Linked DNA regions of Anas platyrhynchos: region 1 is linked to region 2. Evidence: chromatin contacts called from public Hi-C data. All regions are on one chromosome and are shown on one strand. Each heading gives the region's core, a stretch centred on a gene start, on an enhancer-like site or on the middle of the called end of the contact. The rest is flanking DNA. Distances are from core to core; before and after follow the strand shown. Region 1 holds the start of SIPA1L2 (signal induced proliferation associated 1 like 2). Region 2 overlaps PCNX2 (pecanex 2).

Region 1 (4,730 bases), core at 1,798-4,297, 280 kb before region 2:
CATAATCATCCCTCTCAATCTCTGGTTTATTCAGTTATGCCTAGAAATGGGTTTAAACCCAGGGTCAGTGCTTTATCACAAAGGAAGGCAGGGTCTCTCTCATTTGATACTGAGAGAGTAAATCAGATATTTAAGTTCACTGTTTCATAGTAAACTACAAAAAAAGAAAGACTGCTAATTCACATGAAGTCCTAGCATTTATTTTTATATATATATATATATATATATATATATATATATACACATATACATATATATATATAACAGTTGTATGGCATCACTGGTCAGTGTCACAAGGAATTAGTGTTATTCTTAATGTAATCTGTACAAAAACAAAAAATAGAGTATTTTCAAAATAAGTGTTACCCATACTTTTCCATCTACTAAAAGCTAATTTCCTGACCAGAGGTATATACTGCAACAGTCTTAATGAATACTTGGCATTGGATTCTCAGATTTGGTAGACAGTTATCACAGTAATCCCCCAGAACAACTCAGAAAAAAACAGGGCAGAAAGACCCTGTAAGGAGCACCCCAGCCTAAACTTCATGAACTAGCCACATTTATAAGAGGATGAAATTTCCCTTGAAAGTAGAGGTAAAGTTAAGACCAATGCCATTTTATAAGAAGTAATGTTTTAAAGCATTGAATACTATCTAGCATATCAAAAATTTTGACTATGAGTGCAGCACCATAGCAAATAACAAACACTGCCGCCTCCTCTTTCCCTCGCTGATTCACAGTGCAGCTTACCCAAACACCAGTCAAGTCTGAACACAAACGTAAGACAAAGTACAACACTTTAAACTGAAAAGCAAAAATCGCAAGGAAAGAGAAGGGAACACTCATCAAATCGTGACATTTCAAGCTGCCAGTATGGCTACTGTTGATAATCTTGGATGACTACAGTGAGAAACTAGATAACCCAGCACCCCACCCTCTTTCCACAATCAGTAGCCGGTATCTTATATTTTCATATTAACATTGCATTTCTCACTCGTTATTACCGAACTAGATCACTGATAAGTAAAAAGCATGAAGCTCCTGGAAATATTTTAACATCCAGCCATCTAAATGTAATCTGAATCCCAGCAGCTAAGGCAAGGAGATGATACTTGCTCTCTCCTGCAGGTACAACTGCTGCTCTGCACGCAATCCTAGGGGCAATGCCCGACTACCACATCCAACATGAAGCTGACAGTGATGAAAGAAGTGCCTTGGTTCACTCATAAAGGTCATCACGAAAAGGAAGGGGTGTTTTTGCCTGTTTAACCACTGCCTCGCTTAGTTCCTTGACTCTTGTCATTTCCAAAAGCATTTCACAATGTACTTAAGTATTAGTACATATCAGTCCGTGTCTACAGAACAGACCATATTATCTTTCTTTCAGGATGACAGCACAGAAACCTTTAAAATTCCTTGATTTGCACAGTAAGCAAATACCAGCTAGAGAAAGATTGAGCTTTTGTTTAGTTCTGGGTTTCACATTATACCCTCGGCATCTATGAGTGACATCTTTAATTGATCCAATATGATTGGTGAAACAGCCTGGCATCCTTACAAGCAACTACTCCTTGTCATACCTAAAGTGCTGCGTGACCTGGTAAGGTAACCCACTGGGCATGCAAAACCAAGACAACACGTTCAGAGACCTCTCTGTGATCTTGCTTTATACGAATGCTACATAAATTATAAATCAACTTTTGTATGGTAATGCATCATAGCTCTTGATGATTTAAACATTTTTGCATTAATAATAAAAGATATTTCAGAGATCAAGTTTAAGACTTGAGTATTTCAGAGCTACTACCGAAGAAACAAACAAGGAGCAAATCTGGCACTCCACTGACAACAGGGGCAGTTTTGGAAGGACAGAAGAAATAAACTAATAAAGCATCAGGCCCAGGCTTTCTGATACCTAGCAGGCTGTGATGCAATGTGTACCTGAACCCAACTCCAAAAGATTTCAGTCCAATATAGCTAGGCACAAAATCTAGGGGAAAGAAAGAAAGAAGAAAAAAAAAAAAAGTGCAGTAAGATTGTTTATCTATTAGGGATCTTTCTAAAATGAAGTCCAACAAAGTAAGCAATAACTGAGACGATGGTATTGTTTCTTTACATGTTCAGCCTTTCCTATCCAACTGCCTTCCTTTAAAGGAACCTGGGGGTTTTCAGAACTATACTGCAACTCAGCAAGCTCCCTTTAGGTACTGGTAGTGTGTATACAAAACGATGCCTGTAAGCAGCTGAACTGATGAAAGGGCTGAGCTGGATCAGCTCGCAGGCAAACTTTAAGTTCTCCTCGCGTCTAACCAGCGCTGAACCGCTCAGGAAGGCAGCTTCCTATTCACACGCAGGGGAAAAAAAAAAAAACAGAGACAAACGCCGGAGCAGCGGGCTGCAGAAGCAGATGACACGCTCGCCTTCCCCGGCGGATAGCTGAGAGAAGCAAGCCATCTAGCGTCAACTTCCCGAAGCGGGGAGCGCACACAAAAGAGCCGGGGCGCACCAACGCCAGCGCCTCCCTCCCAACTTCACCCGCTCCCCGCGGCGGCACCCCCAAAACTCGCTCCCAGCCGAGGGGCCGGGCCCCCGGAGCTCCGCCAGCTCCCCCCGGGGCTCAGCCCCCAGCTGCGGGCACCCAACTTCGGGGCAGCGCCGCCGGGACCGCCCGCGACCCCCGGTCCCGAGCCCCCGGTCCCCCCCGGGAGGGCTCCGCAGCCCCCGGGGCTGCTCGCTCCGGCCCGGCCCCAGCCCCGAGCCCCGAGCCCCGTCCTTACCTGCCGCTGCCCTGCCTGCGCCTGCCGCGGCCGCGGGACCCCCATGGCCCGCGGGGCTCCGCTGCCCGGCTCCCCTTCACCGCCCCCTCCCGCGGGAGGAGCCGTTAACGGAGCCGGGCGGGGGGGCGGGAGGGGGGAGCAGCCGTTGGGGTCGCGCGCGCGCTGCTGCAACCGCTGCAACCGCTGCTGCTGCCGGTGCTGCTCCCGCGCCCCCCGGCACCGCTCGCGCTCTGCCCGCCGCTCGCTGCCGAGTGCGCCCCAGCCGCCGGACGGGGAGGGGAGGGCGGGGGCGGGGCCTCTCCCCCTCTCCTCCCCGCCCACAAGCCCGCCCCTCCTCGTCATTGGCTCCGCCGGCTCTGCCCCTAGGGAAAGCCGGTTTCTCATTGGTCAGCGGGGCTGTCGCTCAGGGCCCCGCCCCGCCTTCGCCCTGCCCTGTGAGGGAGCGGGCGGCAGGTGGGGGGGGGGGCCAGCCCCGAGCCTGAGGTGCCGGCTCCGAGCTCTGCCCCTGCGCACCCGAGCCCGGTCTGGGCGCTCGAATTTCCCTACATTTCCCTACATTTCCCTAAATTTCCCTATTAAAGTCCTGCGGGAGGCCGTGTCTGCGATCCCGGGGCTCGCTGCCACGCACACGGCGGTTGGGAGCCTCTCCTCGCTGCCCGCCCTGCGCTGGGCTCAGCGGGCAGGGGCTGCCCAAGCGCACAGTCAAGGTGCAGCACGCCCGAGGCCGGCCGAATTTGGGGTTATTGTGCTTAACCCATCCCCTAACGCGCACCTCACATCCACACTCGTACACCTAAGCACAGCTTCACGCGGGCTGGTCGGCGGGACAAACTTTAAGCCATCACAGTTTATTATAACAACCCTGGCAGACGTGACTCTCACCGCTTAGTGCTCGGATACCTGAGGGAGTGTTACTTTTGGGGTCGAAATAACACGTCTGAGCGCTGCCAGTCCTCTGCCGAGCCGCTCGCCCAGCTGGGCAGCGGGTTATTTCTGCACAGGAGCAAGACCACGGGGGATAATGTTATTGCCTTGGCGAGGAACCTCAGGAAAACAAATAAATAAATAAATAAAAATAACGATGTTATAGATGGTATCCTTCCTGGAAGGTCGCTTTATTTAAGAACTAGAAGGAAAAAACGCCAGGGGAACGGTGAGGAGCTGTGAGTGAGCGCAGGCTGCCCCTCAGGAGCTGCCCTTGCAGCGGGCGCTGCCAGCCGCCGCTAGGTGTCCCCTGCTCCGCTCGCTGCTTTTTGCGGGTGCTGCCTGCTCAGTGGCCGACCTGCCTCGGCTGTGGCTGATTTCCTGCAGCCTGGCTCGTCAGTGCGGCCGAACTGTTCCGTTCTCAGCTTGGCTGCGGTTCCTGTGCGAGCTGAGGAAGGCGGGTACGGCGCTGTGCGAGCAGGTAGCAGAGCCGTGGCGTTTTGTGTGCTAAGAACAACATTTGCATCTACTTACTGGGTTTTATTTTAAAGACTCGTTTTATAAAGCATTTTGGATGCAAATCGGCTTCCTCCAAGCATATTCCAACTGCAGTCCCAGAGAACACTACGCTGAAACAACATCGGGCTGAAGTTATCTGTAAGTCACGGCATTTCCTTACCAAATGAACAAATGCTGCTCAAGCCCTACCAGACCGCAGCGCTGAGATTAACTCCTTCCTGCACCTAGGGTGAAGTATGTCACAGGGCTTAATTTGGAGACGAGAAACACTTACATATGCTGCCGATGTGGTGCCTCTGAGGCTGCCGCCCACCAGTGAAGATCAGGCTGACTGTGGCACAGCATGTGAACAGGGAGAGACTTCTCAGCTAGCAGAACGCGCTTCGCGATGGAATCGTGCTACCGTACTGTTGCTACCTCACTTCACAGGCCGAAACGATTACAGCCAGCAAGCCAAATGTGTTTCGGTTGTATTCCCAAAATTAAACATTACCTGCACCTTGACAA
Region 2 (4,967 bases), core at 118-2,617:
CTAAAGGCACACTTCCCAGGAAAAAAGTTTCTCAAAACAGCTAATGAATGAAGCCTTTTCCATATTTTGGAAGTGCCCTACTGAAGGGTGACCTTGTCCAGTTTGATTGCCTTGTTTCCCTAAGATGAGCCGTCCTGTTCCTTGCCATTGTGAGCACAATCCTGGGGTTCCCTGTTCACAGCAGGAAAAAGGCAAACGTAGCTCAGGGCGTTCAGGAACACTGCTTCAGGAATCCCTGCCAAAAATGTGACTTAAACACAGCAAGGGAATAGTGTCTCCTTATATCTTCTTAAGAGAAGGGTTATCTTCAATAAGTTACTGCATTGTTAGTTATCTTTCTACAAAAGCCAAATAAAAGTCAAGAGCATTTTTTTTAATTGGCCCATGTCTTCTATTCCATGTTTACCAAGAATGGAACTGGCAGAGTGATGGATGGATACGCCAAGATATTCCCCTGGTACTATCCTCTACTAGTTCTCAGAAATCAAAATCATTTTACTCGTAAGACTTCTTCCAAGAATAATCTTGGAGATCAAATTCTCTCCCACCAGACTCGAAGATAACTGAAAAGCCAGGAGAGCCCACAGTCTGTTTTGTTTGCTTTCAGCAGCAAAATTCACAGCTCCACCTACCAGCAATTGGCAGAAGAGCTATAAGCAGCTGGGACACTAACTGTGGGAAAAAGCTGAAACTTTAGATGCCTGACAAGGCAATCAGGGCACTGGGGATGGAAAGACAGAGCCACCAAAGCAATAATTTCAAAACTGGGAGTTGTCTTCTGGCATTTGTCTCCTTCCTATGCCTTTTATTTAATCAGCCTCGTATCTCTGTATCTTTTCTTACTCTTCCCTCATTTTCTGTTCCCCTTAACTCCTGTTTGCTAGTTTTTTTATTCTTTATTCTTATTTTCCACACAACCTCCTCCTCACATTCACCTGCTAACTCCCCGATGCTTACACAGCTACTTAAATGTCATATTTCATCTGATGACATTATCACACTGAAAGCAAATACCAGAAAGAAATGTGATGGTGGTATTTGTGTTTTTGTAAGCCTGTAAAGTAGATTCCATAGATTTATTACCATACTTGAATAGGGGCACTCTCTAATCATAAAATCACTGTAACAAAGCTGATGTCAGTATAACATGGAACCTTACTAAACAGAAAATCTGTTCGTTTGCAGAATCAAATTAACGTTATCAAGATCTACTATGGTAAACCATACTGCTAATGTAAGCAAAGGTATAATTGAACCAAATTTTGAATAATAAATTAATAACTAAAAATATCTTTGGTAAACATACAACCCATGCAGATCCAATGCAGAAGATACATAGCACCCTCTACTGATAAATGGTCATAAAGCCAGGAATTTTTTCCTGGCTCACAATTCAGTTTTGTAAGAACACAATAAACATAAGCTAGTTGAGCAACGGTACAACAGTGGAAGTGTTTTACTATCACTACACAGCACTGGAAAAATCTTCCTTCTCCCTTTTGGGTCACTGTTTGACAGGACATACGTGTGCCTTATACTGTTGTCAATTTAGCTCAAGCTATTCAAATATAACCCAGCCTGAGTCATCCCCTTCGTTAAGGATTAGCTAACCTCGAGTCTGAACACCTCTCAAGGTAAGCTCATTACAAAGACACGTTACACAATTACAAAGGATTCCCTGCTTAATAAAGATGTTTTGCAGGGCTTGGCTAACTTTCATTTTAACCTCGATATAGGACAAAGTTAAATTAGGACAGGCAACCCTGTAACCAGTGTCACAACAGTTGCAATAGCAAACAGCCGAACTCCTGCATACAAAAACATCAAGATCCCATCAAACTGCTTCAGGAAGCTGTCTAGGTCCCTACTAAGTGTAACAGCATGCCACATAAATATCTACAGCTATAATAATACAGTTGAAGCCATTTGTAATAACCACTAAAACGCCACTCTTAAGTCCAAGCAGCAATAGCTGTGAACCAGGGCGAAGTCCAGAGGTGGGAAGCTCCCTTTCAGCACAACAATCACCTCCAAGGTATTCATCTGAGGTGCGTTCAAAATACCTCCAACTGATACCGTCACAATGACGTGAAAGCACAAATGCAGCTGTCTGAAATGAGATTTGAAGTCCCGGATCGATAGCAGCTCACAGCTCCCTGACAGCACCTCCACTACTTGATCCCATTGCTGACGTCTTCCTACCGTCACCTCAGCAGCTTTGCTCCTTCTCACCTAAAATGCCTTCCTCACCATTTTATGTCCTCATCGTCTGTACACCTCACCACCCAGACCTCTTGCTACAAGTCCACTCGCCTGGCCTCCACCGCAGAACCGCCAGCACTAACCTGGCCAGACTATTGCATAACCCAGCACTGAGGCCAAATCCACTGGGTGGGGGAATTGCCTCTTCCAGCAGCCCGTGATTTACAGCTGCCAACTGTCCTATGACATAAAGACAACTTAAAAACTAAAAGGCAACATAAACTATATAAGCAAGTTGAAATATGCAAAAGCAAGAGCAGCATTAAGACTGGATGATTGTGTGAGAAGCCCAATCATAGCAAATAGGGAAAAACTGAATAAGCAGCAGCAATCTTCACTTATTTTGGAAAGAAATTAGCAGTTTCAAAGAGAATAACGTTAATTCAGAATGCATACTTTAACTTCCCTTAGTGATTACAGCTGAGGGGAGTACAAGCTAAACATTAAGTCTCTCTTAAATCTTGTTGACATTTTGTTACTCATCCAACAGGACTTCAGGAGTGGTTTTTATTATTTGTTTAGTTAACAACAATACCACCCCTAACAGTAATAAGATACAGTACACAAGTTTACAGAATGGGAAAGCTGGATGCACTAATTTACTGACATAACAGACAGAAAATGATATAAGGCCACTGTTAAAGTCTTGTAAAGTACTACAAGAGGAGCAGCAGCGCACATCATATTCATTAAGTGAGACACTACTGCTTGGTTCACCCTTGTTTCTCTCTTTTCAGATTTTATTTTTTAAATTTTTGTATCAAGGAGGTAAATCAGTAATTTGTAAGCCTATTACTGACAACACAAACAGCACAGACTAGTTAAACTAGAGGATGAGAAGAAGCAACTTTACTGGAATTAATGCATTAGCAAGCACCCACTGCACCATTATCTCCAGTCTTTTAGAAGATCCTCTTGAGCTCTCAATCTGAAAGTTGGGGTAGACACAGGCCCCAGAAACTACAAGACTACTGAAGCTCCCATTCCTGAGCAGGATTTTGCTGCCATCATGTGGCAGCACCTCCCCATTCTGTCAAAAGCACTTCCCTGCTCTGTGTTAAAAGAGTGATAGGGGGGATGAAAAAAAAATAAAATAAAATAAAACCAGGAAAAGATTTGAAGTGGCCACACTAACACAAATGTTCTCTCCTGTACCTAGCAAGCCAGCAGAAAAAGGAGAGGCTACTGAGTTTTCAAAGAGTATTTTTTAAGAAAATCATTAGCTTTATCAGAATTCAAACATCACTGTCTTCAGTGCACGCACATACCCTATACTTATATATAACACATTCAAGCAATTTTACACTTAAAGCAACCAGCTCATCTGAAAGCACTGAATCCCAAAAGAAGCTACAAAATATTTGTTGAAGCCATTTTAAAAAGTGCCCAGTTGCAGAACTTCACAGCCTGCTAAGCAGCTTTAAGAGTCCTTCATATTAAGTCAGCAGCCTATTGTCAGAGCAGGAGCTTGTCTTGGTAATTTCAGTCACATCACTGAGAAATACAAAGATGTTTTAGTCATAGAGTATTTTCTCATTCTAAAATGGCACTTTAAAAAGTTAACAGTAAAAAAAAATGATTAAAAAATAATCATAGTGTACTTTCTCCTATGATGCTTATTCCTCATAGGTTTAGAGAATTTTCCAGTGGTGAACATACTGAAGTATTAATGGATTTATACAGGAGACATACAGTACTGCTAAGGCATTCAGATAGGTGCTTTCACAGAGTATAATACACTCAAGCAGCTTATTCATGGATATGATTGCAAATCAACTAAGTTAACTCGTTGATTGGAAGCTCTCTTTTGCCCAGGGCCAGAAACACTGCACTCTGTGTCACATAAAAGCTATACTGGCAGGTAATTTGAATTACTTTTTTTAGTACTTGCTAGTCCCCTTTTTGCTGCTATTCTTTTTAATCTATTGGCCCAGCTAATGCTGAAAAATGCTCTATTCTCAAAGAAACAAGCAGATTTTTATTTATTTATTTTTGCCTGTAAGGATTTCTCTACCTATACTGGAAAGCATTTTAAAATCAAAAAATAATAGAGCTTCTGAGAAGCTTTGTTTTAGTGCCAGAGCTTCTGTAAATGCTTCACCATTTTAGATGGACTGATTGCTCAGAACATGCAAAGTACAATATGAATACTGGTATGGATGAACCATATGTAAAAAACAACTACAATGATATGGGTTACATTTATATTACACATAAAATTATTGTGTAATATTATCTATGTAAATGACAAAACACACATTATGAATAAAGCAGACAATGATTTATTTTTTTTTTGAGGTATATAGCAAGCTAAGTTCATATATGCACAACAGATTTCATGTTGCCCAGATGTCATCCAGGCAGGAGGGGGAAACTGCGGCTAAGATAAAGATGTGTTGTTTTTTTTTTTTTCCCTTAGGGCTGGGCAGGTCTAATAGTTCTTTCTGCTCCATCTCTCAGATATTTTCAGTTGCATGCCATATATCCATTTCTGCAGCATTGCATGTTTGTTTTAAACTCTAGTTTATATTACATGCATACAGCACATCAGCCTCCTAATGCAATTTATGGCTGCTACTGACTAATGCCAGACTCAAAGTGATTAACTTCAACAAGAGGACAACACTTCAACCCATCTAAGTATTTCAACGAATCAAACACTTGTATCACAAGTTGAACTGCTGTCAGTAAACATTTGGATTGCT

The links. Hi-C and Micro-C count contacts between places; a contact is called where the count stands out from the background.
Region 1: a Hi-C map of subcutaneous adipose tissue shows a contact between it and region 2, with 4 times the contacts expected there. The contact joins the promoter of SIPA1L2 here to the enhancer-like site in region 2. A contact is called at or near these places in 4 of 8 Hi-C or Micro-C datasets (F1 follicle, F5 follicle, skeletal muscle and 1 more).

Annotation. Positions count from the first base shown.
Region 1 is chr3:43,706,839-43,711,568 of IASCAAS_PekinDuck_T2T, reverse strand. SIPA1L2 (signal induced proliferation associated 1 like 2) reads right to left here and starts at 3,047. Exons shown (of 22, transcript XM_038176234.2): 1 at 2,781-3,047.
Region 2 is chr3:43,427,556-43,432,522 of IASCAAS_PekinDuck_T2T, reverse strand. All of the region lies in intron 5 of PCNX2 (pecanex 2), which reads right to left. Among named protein-coding and RNA genes, the nearest start is that of PCNX2, 33 kb to the right of the region's middle. Within about 2 kb of position 1,367, at least 1 of the 8 cell types and tissues checked has an H3K27ac peak or open chromatin away from gene starts, as enhancers often do. A contact at or near this core is called in subcutaneous adipose tissue, where this site is marked.